2 separate regions of the Pan troglodytes genome follow, and region 1 is linked to region 2. The links are chromatin contacts, called in public HiChIP or PLAC-seq maps. All regions are on one chromosome and are shown on one strand. Each heading gives the region's core, a stretch centred on a gene start, on an enhancer-like site or on the middle of the called end of the contact. The rest is flanking DNA. Distances are from core to core; before and after follow the strand shown. Region 1 holds the start of SETD9 (SET domain containing 9). Region 2 holds the start of GPBP1 (GC-rich promoter binding protein 1).

The links. HiChIP or PLAC-seq counts read pairs in DNA pulled down with a chosen protein or histone mark.
Region 1: a contact with region 2 is called in an H3K4me3 HiChIP or PLAC-seq map of stem cell-derived excitatory neurons, with 6 times the contacts expected there. The contact joins the promoter of SETD9 here to the promoter of GPBP1 in region 2. A contact is called at or near these places in 1 of 7 Hi-C or Micro-C datasets (stem cell-derived neural progenitor cells) and 1 of 1 datasets of contacts at active chromatin or transcription factors (stem cell-derived excitatory neurons).

The regions. Positions count from the first base shown.
Region 1 is chr4:57,725,702-57,732,454 of NHGRI_mPanTro3-v2.0_pri, forward strand. SETD9 (SET domain containing 9) reads right to left here and starts at 3,334. Exons shown (of 6, transcript XM_063811230.1): 1 at 2,851-3,334; 2 at 1,057-1,424. The coding sequence starts at 2,948. It overlaps LOC107974736 (a long non-coding RNA gene), which reads left to right and starts at 2,727. Exons shown (of 8, transcript XR_008548237.2): 1 at 2,727-2,814.
Region 2 is chr4:57,451,256-57,458,752 of NHGRI_mPanTro3-v2.0_pri, forward strand. GPBP1 (GC-rich promoter binding protein 1) reads right to left here and starts at 5,430. Exons shown (of 13, transcript XM_009449137.4): 1 at 5,211-5,430; 2 at 2,739-3,693.

The sequences.
Region 1 (6,753 bases), core at 2,084-4,583, 270 kb after region 2:
ACTGGCAAAAGATGAAATGAGAAAATATTTACCGAGTGCTTCCTATGTTCCAGGCATGTTAATCTATTTATTAAACTTCTTTTAGTATTAATTTATTTATTCTATTTAGTCTTTACAAAATTATATTACTCGTACAGCAGGAAACTGAAACTCCCTTGTTTGGGGATGTAAAATTAGAAAACAGGAGAATGAATTTTTAAAAACCTGGGTCTATCTGACTCAAATATTCACACACACACTTTCCACTATACCAAATAATATAATGTTAGTTTAACACATAACGTAGTCTATTTAGCATTCTAGTTAATGATCTTGTGCCAAGAAATTGCCTTACTTTCCAAGTGTAGAAAGGGCAGGAAGGTCTTTATTCGGTGACTTATGGGTTTAAATGCTGTCTTTTATGTTTTGATCCGTACGCTTTTTTTTTCTCTTTTTTTTGAGATGGAGCCTAGCACTGTCGCCCAGGCTGGAGCGCAATGGCACAATCTCGGCTCACTGCAACCTCCGCCTCCCGGGTTCACGCCATTCTCCTGCCTCAACCTCCTGAACAGCTGGGATTACAGGTGCACACCACCACACCTGGCTAATTTCTTGTATTTTCAGTAGAGACAGGGTTTCACTATGTTGGCCAGACTGGTCTCAAACCCCTCGCGATCTGCCCGCCTCGGCCTCCCAAAGTGCTGGGATTACCGGCGTGAGCCTATCCATACCATTTTTATCCTTAGCTATCAATTAAACCAAACTGACATGTTTCTCTAGTGCTTTTTAAGTAATTTGTCAAAGTGGGTCATACTATGTTCTAAATTTAAACGTTGACAGGAAAGCTTTCCTTGAAAGAAAAAGTGCATTTATCCCAACAAATACTCCAGGATACTTTCTAACACAAAACAATTTACAAACAGTTAATTTCCGAATTAGAATTGCAAAAATCTATGGAAACTCGAGTTTCCAATTTAATCCCTTACTCTAAGGATTGCAAGGCTGGGTATGTTACTGAACTTATGTTTATCAATACGTAAGAAGCTTGGCAAAGTATAATATTAATCGTGCTGTTACCAGGATACATAGATACGACTGCGCCTTTTGGTACCAATCCTTTAGTAACGAAGACACCTTTTCCAGCAGAAATCAATGAGCTAGTTGCTTGGGCAACACTGAAACCCAAAGTCTTGTAAAGAATTTCTTCTGGTTTAAAGGTACTTTGCTGTTGATGTCTGTTTTCAAGCAGTTTCACCCCTTGATGTTCAACTGCCAGTAGGTCTTGATATTTTGATTTAACAGATTCTGGAAGCATAGTCAAGATTTCTGATTGTTTATTGAAATCATTTAAGAATAGAGCCTGGAAAACTTTCAGTAATGTTCCTAGGACATCTTCATCTGAGATAACTTTGTCTTTGGATTCCTCTGGAACATATCGGAGGGTCCTGAAAATGGGAAAAGTTTCTATTCACTACCCTTCAACTGATAAAAGCCAAACTTACCTGCATACCTTCTGGGTTCCTGGCCTTAAGGAACTATAAGCTTATTCTCATGTGTGTGGAGGGCTGGAAACTAAGTTCAGAAAAGAATTGTTTGAGGGAGTTCTAGTTAGCTAACTCCCAACACTTCCCACCCAAGTAGTCAGTACTTATGAAAGGCCCATTCTATACCACATGCTGTGGGGTCCTTACATTATTCCATTTTTGCAGACAAGGAAAGCAAAATTGTTAGGGAACTTGCTCAAGGTCCCAAAGCCAGTAAGTGGGAGAGCCAGAGGCAGAAACGAAGTTCAGCTCTTTCCCGTACTACACCCAACAGCCAAGCTGAATGTCATCACAATGAGAATGAATGACCTCACATTCAATGGCTTTCTAAAAATGGCCTTGTAGTTTCAAAGACAAATTCAACATCATATACTTTGTGACACTCCCTCCAGGACGACTAACGTCTTCAATGACTGCATCTCTTATTTCCATAATCATTATCTTTTTGTACTAACTGCATTATTTTTACTTGAACAAAAAGGTTGTAATTCCCGCCTCACGGTTCCGTAGTCATGATACAACTGATCTCCTGTTTCCCTAGCATGCAACCTTCGGGAAACCGCTTTGTTTCCCTATTTGTCGGACACTGACTTCAGGGAGGCCCGGTCGGCCTCTTTGGTGAGCACCGTGTTGAGCTGATCACTGGTGCGCCCTTAATAACGCCGGCGGGACTCACCCCAATCCGAAACCCACCATCCCGACGTGCTTTTGAGCGGCGTTCTGCCCGTTCTTAACGCGCGAGCTACTGCACGCTATTCTCACAGCCGGGATGGGCTTCTTTAACCACGTGAACTACTTGTATGAACTATGAAAATAAACCCTGGCTTGGCTTTTCTGAGGAAGTTCAAGCACCTAATTAAGCCCTGGTGGAGAAAAAGCCACGCACTCTCACGCGGTAAGGGCAGTCTTTTAAAAAAGTTTCCATTTTTGCCCAGATACAAGCTCCCCAGTCAGTGCCGAACGCAACAGGGAAGAACAGGCGACACCTCCGGCTGGCGAGCTCGGCCTCGCGGGCCCGGCAGCGCAGCGGACACTGGGAAAGAGGCCATAGGCCCCGCCCACCTGAAGCCACCGCCCACTTCAGGCTTCCAGCGGGCCTCGGACTCCACCAACCTCGGCCCCGCCCGCCTCTGGCCCGCGTTCCTTAAACCCCTCCGAGGCCTCAGTCCCCGCCCACCCGGCCCGCCCACCTCAGTCCCTGCCCACCCGGGCCCGCCCATCTCAGGCCGGCAGTCCGCCTCAGGCTCTCCGCTTCGCGTCCAGCCGCCGTGGTGGCGTCTGGGAACTGAAGGCAGGTGCCCCTCGTTCTGCCGTCCCGCCCTCTCACCTCGGGTTGTGGCTTAGGTTCAGTGCGATCCAGGGAACGAAGCGGTACTTGTAACGGCGCCATCGCTGCCACAGGCCCCGCAGCAGACGGCCAGGCATGGCTGCCCCGCGGGGCCGTGACCAGGACGGCGCGGGGAAGGCGGATCGAGGCCTCGGGCCCGCCCCGGCCCGGGAGGAGAGGGGGCCGCGCTCGGCCGCCTTCCCCTGGCTCCGCCCTCAGTGTTCCTGGCACCGCCTGACTTCTGTTGCTCTGGGGCTTCGTCCTTCCCCTTTCCTGACCTCACCTCTCTGAATGAGAGGCGCGTAGAGCTGGAAGGAGGTCCCCTTGACCCCTTTTTCTTTCTCCGGTCGCTCGGGTGCTTCCGTGGGCGCACACACGCGCTAGCCCTGGTTGCGGGCGAAGGGTCACCGGGCCTCAGGGGCGAACCCGCCCCCGAGACCGCGTCCCAGGAGCGGACCGCCTAGTTTCTCTGTCACGGCTGTCTGGCCTGCCCCTTTGTCCCGGCCGCGCTCTGTGTTCCATCCTCCGTCCACTTGAGCTCTGCCTCTTCCTCGACGTTCTCTCCCCTTCTCTCCGTGGCCCCAGAGCAGCCCGACTTCGGGAACCCGAGTTTCAGTCCTCCCTAGACAGCAGCCCTTCTTCTGCGTGAACCCGTGTTCCCAAAGTTACCAGTTTGGGCGTTTTGCGAATATTTACACGTAAAAAAACGAAGTGTCATGATTCCCTATTTTCACTCGTTTTTCTCTTCATTGACCCAACCATTCAAAGGCAAAACTACATGGACAAATGTTTCTGAAAAACAGCTTTGTTGAGGAATGGTTGGGATACAATAAACTGCACATATTTAAAGTGAACAATTTGATAGGTTTTCGACACCACAGCCAAGATAGTAATCCAGCCCCTCCCCCAGTCCCCAAGCAACCACTGAGGTGCTTTTGTCCTTTTAATATGGTCTTGACTTCAATTTGGAAACGTTTTATCTAGAAGTTCTGCATCTGTGTTCGTGAGAGATATTGTTTCGTAGTTTTCTTGTAGTGTCTTAATCTGGCTTTGGTATTTAGGCTAATGTTGACTTCATAGGATGAGGTGGGAAGTAGTCCCCCATAGGTGAAATTTAAAAGGAACTTTACGACCGCTCCTCCCCAACACCCAGATGCATGCACACGCACACACATATTTAGAACAGGTTTGGACAAAGTTCAGTTTTAAGGGGGGCAAACTACAGGAATCCCTTAACCATATTCAAATCACCAAGTGTTTATTGACAGATAAATACGTTGGTATCATTTCCTCTATTCTTTGCCTGAGAGTGAGGTTGGATCCTAAACTATTGAAATTGAACGGCTCAGATCTAATAAAAACTCAGCCAAGGCCGGGCGCAGTGGCTCACGCCTGTAATCCCAGCACTTTGGGAGGCCGAGGCGGGTGGATGACCTGAGGTCAGGAGTTCGGGACCAATCTGGCCAACATGGCGAAACCCCGTCTTTACTAAAAAAGAACAAATACAAAAATTAGCCGAGCGTTGGTGGCACGTGCCTGTAGTCCCAGCTACTCAGGAGGCTGAGGCAGAAGAATCGCTTGAACCTGTGAGACGGAGGTTGCAGTGAGCCGAGATCCGCCACTGCACTCCAGCCTGGGTGACAGAGTGAGATCCCGTCTCAAAAAAAAAAAAAAAAAAAAATTCAGCCAATCGCCAGTAGCTGCGGGACTAATTTGTTCTATTCTGAAAGAAATAAAGAGAAAGAGTATCTACCAATGTCTCTATTTCGTTCATATCATATAGAATGTTAGCAAACTCTAGAGGCTTTCTCTCAGACTCTGTGTTTGTTTGATAATTTGGCATAATCTAGATTTACCTGACTTGCTAAATGGAGTCAATTCAGTTCCAGGATGTATTAATAAGTGGCATACAAGAAAGTTTCTTTATAGTCTCCAAACTTAACAGAGAACCCAAAAGAACTAGTTTAATCTTTACCTGTGGTAATGTACTTGTCTAAAAAAAGAAAAAAATCAGTTTTTGTATATTTTTACAGTTTTTTTATATTTATGGTATTAAAATTAAATTTTGGTTAGCTAAGTAATTAATGAAAACCTTCTTTTTCTAGTTTCTTAAAGTAGGTTATTAGGTCACTAATTTTAATCTTTTCTTCTTTTCTAATGGAAGCATCTAAAGTTATACAAATAGAAACATGGTAGCTAAAGCTCAAGTCACCCTTAACCAAACACCGTACCTTGTACTTCCACCAATCCTGGTACTTGGCGCTTCTCAGAAGTTATCAGACGGGTGTGTTTTCTGCCAGTTTTATTTTTATGTATTTACATACCTGCGTATGTTTTTATAGAAAATACATAGTATTTTGTGTGAGTATTGTTAAAATATTATAAGGATCCACAACTTCTTTGATTTCCTCAAAAATACATCTTGAAGATCTACCCATATTGGTTTGTGTAAGTCTACTGCATTCTTCTATTTTTGAGGTTTTGCCTTCAAGTTTAATATTTACTGTAGTTTTCTAGTAGGTATGTATACTTTATGAAGTTTTTTAAAGTTCTATTTTTGACTTTCCAAAAATTGTTATTGTTTTAAATTTTAAATGAATGATAAATATCAAATGCTTTTCTCTGCTTATTGAGATGACCATATAGTTTCTATTCATTTATTCGTGTAGTGAATGACGACACATTGTCAAATGTTGACCCGTCCTTGGATTTCTGACATAACTACTCAGTTATGAGTACCTCTTTGGTCAGATTCTGTAGGTTTTAATATATGCTATTGTCATCCCACATTTATTTTGAAGTATGTTTTAAAATTTTTAGATAGAATTTGCCTGTGAAAACATCTGGGCTTGTAATTTTCTTTGATAATAAATTCAACTTATTTTAAAGATATAGGGCTATTCATAATGTCCGTTTCATCTTGTGTTGTTTGGTAAGTTATATTTTTATGGAATTTGTTCATTTTGTCTAAGTTGTCAAATATCTTGGTATAAAGTTGTTTATAAATACTGTCTTACTAACCTTTTAATGTCTGTATGATCTGTTGTAATAGCCCATTTTTGTTCCTGATTTTGGTGATTTGTGTTCTCTTCTTCATCATTGTAATTGAGGGTTTGTCAATCTTTTCAAAGAAACAGCTTTTGGCTTTATTACTTTTCCCTGCTTATTTTTTATTTTGTTGACCTCTGTTCTTATCTTTTTTCTCTCTTTTTTTATTTTTAGTGATGGGGTCTCACTGTGTTGCCTGAACTGGTCCCCAGGTGACCCAACTGCCTATGCCTTCCAAATAATTGGAATTACAGGCATAAGTCACCGTGACCAGTCATATTCTTATCTTTATTATTTTATGTTTTCTACTTAAACATAAAGTAGTTTATTTTTCTCTTCTTTTTCTAGTTTCTTAGAATAGAATATTAGGTCACTGATTTTGGTCTTTCCTTCATTTCTATAGAAGCATCTAAAGTTATAACTATCCTTCCAAACATTACTGTAGCCAAATCTCAGGAATTTTGATATGTTGTATTTTCATTATCATTCAGTACAAAATATTTTTAAAATTTCTTTGTTATTTATGTTTTTAATCCATGAAATATTTAGAAATGTGTTTTTAATTTCCAAATATTTGGGATTTCTAGATATCTTATTGTAACTGGTGTTTAGTTTAATTCTGTTGTGTCAGAAAACATGAATGATTTCAATTCTTTTAAATTTATTGACTTGTTTTGTGTCCCAGCATGCACTCTATCTTGGTGAATATACCGTGTTCAGTTGAAAGGAGTGTATATTCTGTAGTTGTTGGGTTTAGTGTTCTATAAATATTAAGTAGGTCATTGGTTCATAGTGTCTTTTAAATCATCTGTCTTTATTGATTTACATAACTTTTAAATACAGATGAATGAAGAA
Region 2 (7,497 bases), core at 4,180-6,679:
GAAGGCAGTGTAAGTATGGCATAGTGCTGAGTATGTGCTCTGGAGTCAGACTGCTTGAACATTTATTTGGTCAAGATTACAATTCTAACAAAGTAACTTTCTCCCAGTCTCAGCCTCCCTAAATCCTAATTTTCTCATCAGTACCACAGTGACTATAATAGTACTTTCCTCACGGGATTAAGAATTAAAATATGCCACATAAATTACACAGCAAAACATATGACACCATCATCATCTATAAATGCTAGCCACTATGATTATTATTTTTAGACCTACAGTTTAGAAAGGGAGAAAAAAGCAAAATATAAAGAGTAGAAAAGATAAAAGGAAAAGTGGTGTTAACTTCTGGGGAAAAGCAGCAGTCCAGCAATAGTTCCAATTACCAACGGATGCAACTATTTATTCCAATCTCCAGAAAAATAAAATACTGAAAATATCTGTCAAAACGTTCAAGTAAATCTGTCCTTGAAGAACTGCTGTAAGCAAAGTTGACAAATGTTATAGACTATTCACAGATTAAAGTTAATTGCTAAAAACTCTGATCTCTGGAGTAATCTTTATCCTAACACTACTGCTTAGAGTAACAATATCAGTAATGGCAATTTAGAAGAAAACAAGGCTGGACGCAGTGGCTCAGGCCTGTAATCCCAGCACTTTGGGAAGTGGAGGCAGGTGAATCATCTGAGGTCAGGAGTTCAAGGCCAGCCTGACCAACATGGTAAAACCCTGTCCCTACTAAAAATACAAAAAATTAGCTGGGCGTGGTGGCGGGCACCTGTAATCCAAGCTACTTGGGAGGCTGAGGCAGAATCGCTTGAACCCAGGAGGCGGAGGTTGCAGTGAGCCAAGACTGCGCCACTGCACTCTAGCCTGGGCACGCGACAGAGCAAGAGTCCGTCTCAAAAAAAGAAAAAATCACAAATAATAAATATTATGTAGTTTTCTAGAAGAATGATCGTTTGACTCCAACTTAATCATATTTAAGATGCATATTGTTAAGCAACTTGAAAAGTCATTGAATTGAGGAATGAACAAAATACATGCTCTCCCAAGTGAAAGGGTGTGGAATGTTCTCACCGATTTTATAAATCAAGGTAGACACTCAACTAGAATTACTACACACAGGTCTGACAGACAAAACACATATAACCTAGTCTATTATGACAAAGGAAATCACTGAACTAATATCAATTTCAGAGAAAAAAACTCTATTTTACATTTACTACCACTTTCACTCTAGGGGAGCTAGCAAGATTCAACAGTTTAAGCAAAAAAAAAATTGGTTCAAAATAAGCAACTGACAAGTTATTAGGTTAGGCCATCTTGGTAAAGAGTTCAAAAATTGCAATCTCAGCCGGGCGCGTGGGCTCAGGCCTATAATCCCAGCACTTTGGGAAGCCAAGGCGCAAGGATCACCTGAGGTCAAGAGTTCGAGGCTAGCCTGACCAAAAAGGCGAAAACCCAGGTCTCTACTAAAAAAAAAAAAAAAAAAAAAAAAAAATTGGCCGAGCGTGGTGGCGGGCACCTGTAATCCCAGCTACTTGGGAGGCTGAAGCAGGAGAATCGCTTGAACCCGGGAGGCGGAGGCTGCAGTGAGCCAAAATCATGCCATTGTACTCCATCCTGGGCAACAAGAGCGAAACTCGGTCTCAAATAAAAATTAGTCTTTCGTCTCAGAAAGACAATTAATTGAAATACCCTCTAATTTTAGTTATACTCATGTGTTCACTAATATTAACTGCCTAAAAATTAAATTTTGTCAGTCAAAGAGGAAAAAAATTAAATTTTAGTGTATCTCTTTAAAAAACACTAAATGCCTATGATTCACTGAAAAATTAAATGTAGTAACTAACGGTAACTAAAAACACCGTTTAATCCTGAAAAATACAAACATTAAAAGATAACTCTCTCACCTGTCAAAACAATTTCTATTATAGCAATTAATTCACAACTTTTTTTAAAAAAAGCTTTGCTTACAAACTTAGGCCAGCATAACCTCTTGAGTGGAAAAAAAAATGTATACTCATATTTTCTTAAGTTATTTTAAAGGTTCTTAATTCAGCTTGCTCAGTTCCTCTGAGCTTCTGGTCCTGGTAATACCCTTTTTTTTTGAAAGTAAAGAAATAATTTGAAATACAAAACCATTTCAACAAAACTATTTCAAAAACTTAATTTCTATAACGGATTAATATGTTAGGAACAGCTATGCCTTAAAACAAGCTAGTTCATGAAATACATTAAGAACTACTACCTGTAATATAACCAAACTATGTAACTCCAAATGCAACACTAAACTGCATTTGGAATGCAGTCTAAACTCACATTTGCAAAGTCAACTGGCTATCAAGGCACACGCATTTAGAATACAAACTGGCTAGGAAGACACGTGGTGAATTATTTGTTGCATTTTTTCCTACCTTTCTACCACTGTGAATGAATCTTCAAAGCCTAAGGCAATATATACCGGCCATATGAATTTAGCTTTTTACTTAAAAAGCGCAAAAACTTGTAGCTTAGGACTGTTTGAATCTGAAAAGTTCCTAAGCCTTAAACGTTTTTTCTGAATTTCAGTTTACTCAGACAATGGTTAATAGTTGTTTTCAGACTGTCAAGGAAACTGAAACCAAGCAATATTACTGCAAGAAACTGAAAGGCTTCCAAGAATAACATAGGATAAACTCAACTCTCATTACAGTTTACAAATGAACATTTGATTTGCTCACCATAATAGTACTTACAAATTCCAACAGGACTGCACAGGAAGGTGTTGGTTTTTTCTCTGTAATCTTTATTTTCCAGTTTGTATTTTTATTTTGTATCCTCTGAAATAATATCGAAGTTCTTTGAAGATACTTAACCTACGACTATTTGACATAGAGTTACTTCAAGTCAGCTACCCATACTTCTGTTTTAAAGTTTTCATATGGCTATCTCCCGAATTAGCCAAGTTCTTTAGATTTAAGATCAAAGTCTTCTTTATTATTCCATGTACTTGCCACTGTTGTACTTGTCCACTCCAGATGAAATATCCAATTTACGAGCCAAAAAGCAAAAACAAAAAGAAAATTTCACATCTGAAGAGCATTCCTAAACATCAGCATATATACAGAGACACACATAGCTATCTCAATACTACCATGCTGCCGGAAAACTGCAACATCTTAAATTTCCACGTAAATAAAAGATAAAAGGAAAAAAACTCTGTATTCTTTCAATGTCTTCATTCAGAAAAAGTGTCCCATTGTGACATGAAAGAGCTGAAGTCAAAAATTCCTAAAACTTTCAATAAAGGTAAAAATAAACTGCCATGAAACTTCAGCAATACTCAGTCATTTGAAACTGCTGAAACTACTCAGTACACAAATCAACGTCTCTCAGTTTCGGCTGAAGAACCCCAACAACGGGGTGGGGGAAGGGGAGGCAAAAATTACCACCAGCTGAAATACTGTAACCAGTTATATAATCCGTTTGAACCAAAATACTGAAGAAATGCTGCCTGGGTCTCTTTTTAAGTAGCTTGCTGAATTGTTCACTACTATCAATTCACTTCACAGACGATTCTTGCCAATTTTAATAAACTTCTGGGGCAAAATTATCCAAAAACACTGTAAATCCAAAATGGCCACTTAAAATATCCGGGGCCTTTTACACAAAACCTAGATGATGATCTTCATATCTGAGTAATTCAATCACCTGTAAAAGTTATAAAAAAAATTACATACTGAGTTTTGATTTTGAGCTAAAAAAATCAATCCCCAACTTAAAAAGTCAACCTCTGGAGAGAAAATCACTTCTATATAACCCTACAGGAGCCTGGAAAAGGGCTTCTTTACCCAAGCAAGCACCCGATAAAAGTCTACTGAATGAATAAGACATCGGAGTAGAGGGAGGGAAAAACGGTAGGTGACGGTATTATGGAGGGCAAGGGCAGATTTCACCTGGGAAGGGGTGCAGATCCCATACTGGGGAATTACATAAGCAAACCTTATACTCCTTGAATAAATTTTAAAACTATGAAATTGGCACATAATCTTACAAAAGATCTCCAACCCTCTTCGATGGACCAAGGAAAGCGAAGACAGGTGTGCTGCCACGGAGCATTAGCAAATGTAACTCAGAGATAAGTGTAAAGAGAAAGAGGCTCCCTCCAAATCAGAACGTCTACTAGAGGAGGCATATTCCCACCCAGTAAGGCCAGAAAGGTGAACTAGAAGTAGGGCAAACCCGCTTCTTAAATTCTCCCGAGGAGACTTCCCCACTTCTGAGGGAGCAAAGGGCTAGAAGGTGTAGGTTTCCACTTCCTCGAATTAAGAAAACAGGTTTCTCCCAAAACTGAGGGGGTGGAAGGTACAGGGCCCTTTTCGTAAACCAAAGAATGGTTCTCTCTCAAAAATGCACATGTCCCCTCAGACCCCACAGGACTCGGAGGAACAAAGTAGCCTTCGCCCAGTCCACGGCAAGTGCCACGGACCTGGGAGAGGCGGGGAAAGCTGAGGCGCTGCTGAAGAAACCGCCGAAGGCCACAACTCGGCCTCGACTCCCTCAGCCCTGAGAAGGGTAGTGGTGCAAAACCAGGCGGGCGTGTGCAAGAGGCCGGGGGAAGGAAGGCCGAGCACGGAGAGCGTCGGACTCGCTCCCAGCCTCCGCCAAACGCCAAACACCCCCCAACCAAGCCGCCGGGGCTAAACCACCCACCCCCTCCTCACAACCACCACCTCCGCTCCACCCCGGCCGAGTCAATACCTAGAGGGGCCTATCTGCGCCTCCCTCCCCTCTCACTCCTTGCTTCTCGCCGCCCCTCCGTCGGCGGGCAGCCTCACACCTCGCGCCACCAACGCCGCTCCCGACCCCTCAAACCCCAACACGGACACGGGCACTCCCCTCCTCCCCCGGGCTCGGGCGTGGAGCCTAGAGGACGGTATTACCTTCTGCCCCACCAGAGGTGCCCCTGGCCTGGGGGTGCCGCCGCGCCTGATCCCGGGAGAAGGTTTTCGGTACTTTGAATAATCCCCTTTTGCCGCTTTTCCCTCCCCCACAACCAGTCTCAGTCCCAAAATGGCGCCGACCCGATCCGCAATGTTCTGGGCCAAGTCTCGCGAGATCGCGGACAGTGGCGAGGCGGGGAAGGAACTAGAGGGATTGAGGAGGGAGGGAAGGCGGGGCGAGGAGAAGGAGGGAGAAAGGGTGTGGAAGAAGCGGTGCGAACGAACCTACTGGGCGGGACACCAGGAAGAGCGCCTCCACCAGAGAACCTTCTGGCCCAAGCAACCGCTCACGCCGCGGTCAAAGAAGCTCCGCCCTCTACGTCGGGCGCCTGGGGGGAGGGGGAGAAGGCGTGGCTAGGGCTGGGGGCGGGGCTTCGAGGAGGCCCCGGAGCAGGGGCGCGCGGGGGGCGGTGGCTCCACGCGGTGACGTCAGGAGCAGCTGGAGTCGGGGATTACCCCCTGCTGCTGACGTGAGGACGGTGAACAATCGGGAACGTTCGGTGGAAGGGGGAATTCCCCGCCGCTCCCTGAGGAGCCCCTCCTCCCGCACCTCCCCCCGTCCGGGGCTGCCTCGGAGTCCGGGCTGGTGGGGCCGCGCAGAGGGCGAGAGGGGGGTGCTGCGCCGGGAAGCGGCCGCGCAGGCTCGAGTGGCGCGCGCTGCAGCGTCTTCCCCAGCTCTAAGCTCCCGAAGCTGCGCCGCAGCTCCTCCGAGCTTCAAGCTGCGGAAGACGCTGCGGCGCACGCCCTTCGCCGGGTACCCTGCTTGGGCCTCGCGCTCGGGCCTGGGTGAATCGGCGCTCACACGGCGCCTATGCTCAGCTCTGCGCAGGCGGAACATCTGCCGAGCCGGCGCCGGAGCGGTAGGGCACGCTGAGGGGATGCTCCACCGTGGCATGCGAACGCGGACTGTGTCAGGCATGAGAGGTGCACACGGGAGCCCTGCGGCTGAGGAAAGCAGACGTGCGGGGAGCCAAGCCCAGACTCTCAAGAGGGTAGAAATGGCTACTAGGTATAATCATGCTAATTATTTTTCTTTCTACTAAATCTGCAGTAGGTGAATTATTTCAACAGCCAGAGTATCAGAACCACAGAGCCCATTCGAGATTTTTAAAAATCAGTATTACCGTGTTCAAAGTTGTTTCTCTAATTGTGACACCTTTTCGCCTTATAACCGTAGCCTCACTTTAACACCTGGGAAGTTGGCATTCTATGAAAAAGAAAAATCACATTTGTTTAGAGGGAAGGTGGGGGGAGGTTGTCTCAAAGAGGGAAAGTCTGGAAAATAAAGATATTTGGCTGTTCGCCCTCCCCTAAGCCACAAGGACTTCATAACGTAGAAATTTTATGGTAGTTGTACATGCATTATGGGGTTTGTAGTTTAATGGAATGTTTCTAGAAGATACCTGAAAAAGGGTGGAACGTAAACTCACCAAAATTTACCGTCCCCAACCTTCTGTTTTAATCTTTATCGGGAGTTGGCCACTTTAAGCAATTAATAATGCCCCTCTGCGGGGCAGAGGAAAGGGAATTAACACTTGCTGGATGCCTTGCCCGTGCCGGGCATTTTAATGCTTGTATCACCCTCTGGGGTGGGTACTATTTTGCAGATAAGGAAACAGGATGAGATTGACGTGTTTAACGTTACAGAATATGGAAGTTGGGCGCCACAACTTGGCTGTACCACATTTAAACTCAAGTCTATTAGGGGCTTGATCCACTTTCTTTTCTCTACACCACATTGTTTCCGTATAAGCAACTTACGTGTTGGGAGAGGACCTGCTCGTGCTTTTATGTGTAAGCATGATATCAAACCAAGAAAAAATAAAGGAAACAAAAAAAAAACCCAAGGATAAAACTGATAACTTAGACACACAATTTGTGCCTTTCATGTGACAGAAGACACTATAAAGTCGAACAACTGGTAGTGAAACAGAGAAACAATTGTAGTAAATCACAAGCAAGTTAATATTTATATTCGATTACCATCCTTAGCGTATGTTTTATTTGCATAAGAAAATATAAAGAGCTCTTACAAATTATTAAGAAAAAGATAACACCCACTCTTTTAAAAAGTTAAGGGCGGACCGGGCGCGGTGACTCACGCCTGTAATCCCAACACTTCAGAAGGCTGAGGCTGGAGGATCACCTGAGGTCGGGTGACCAACACAGCGGAAACCCCCTCTCTACTAAAAATACAAATATTAGCTGGGCGTGGTGGCGGGCACCCATAGTCCCAGCTACTAGGGAGGGTGAGGTATGAGAATCGCTTGAACCCAGGAGGGAGAAGTTGCAGTGAGCCAAGATTGCACCACTGCACTCAAGCCTGGGCGACAGAGTAAACCCTGTCTCAAAAAAAAAAGTTTAGCCCGGGCGCGGTGGCTCACGCCTGTAATCCCAGCACTTTGGGAGGCCGAGGCGGGCGGATAACCTGAGGTCGCGAGTTCTAGACCAGCCTGAACAACTTGGAGAAACCCCGTCTCTACTAAAAATAACAAAATTAGGCTGGGCGCGG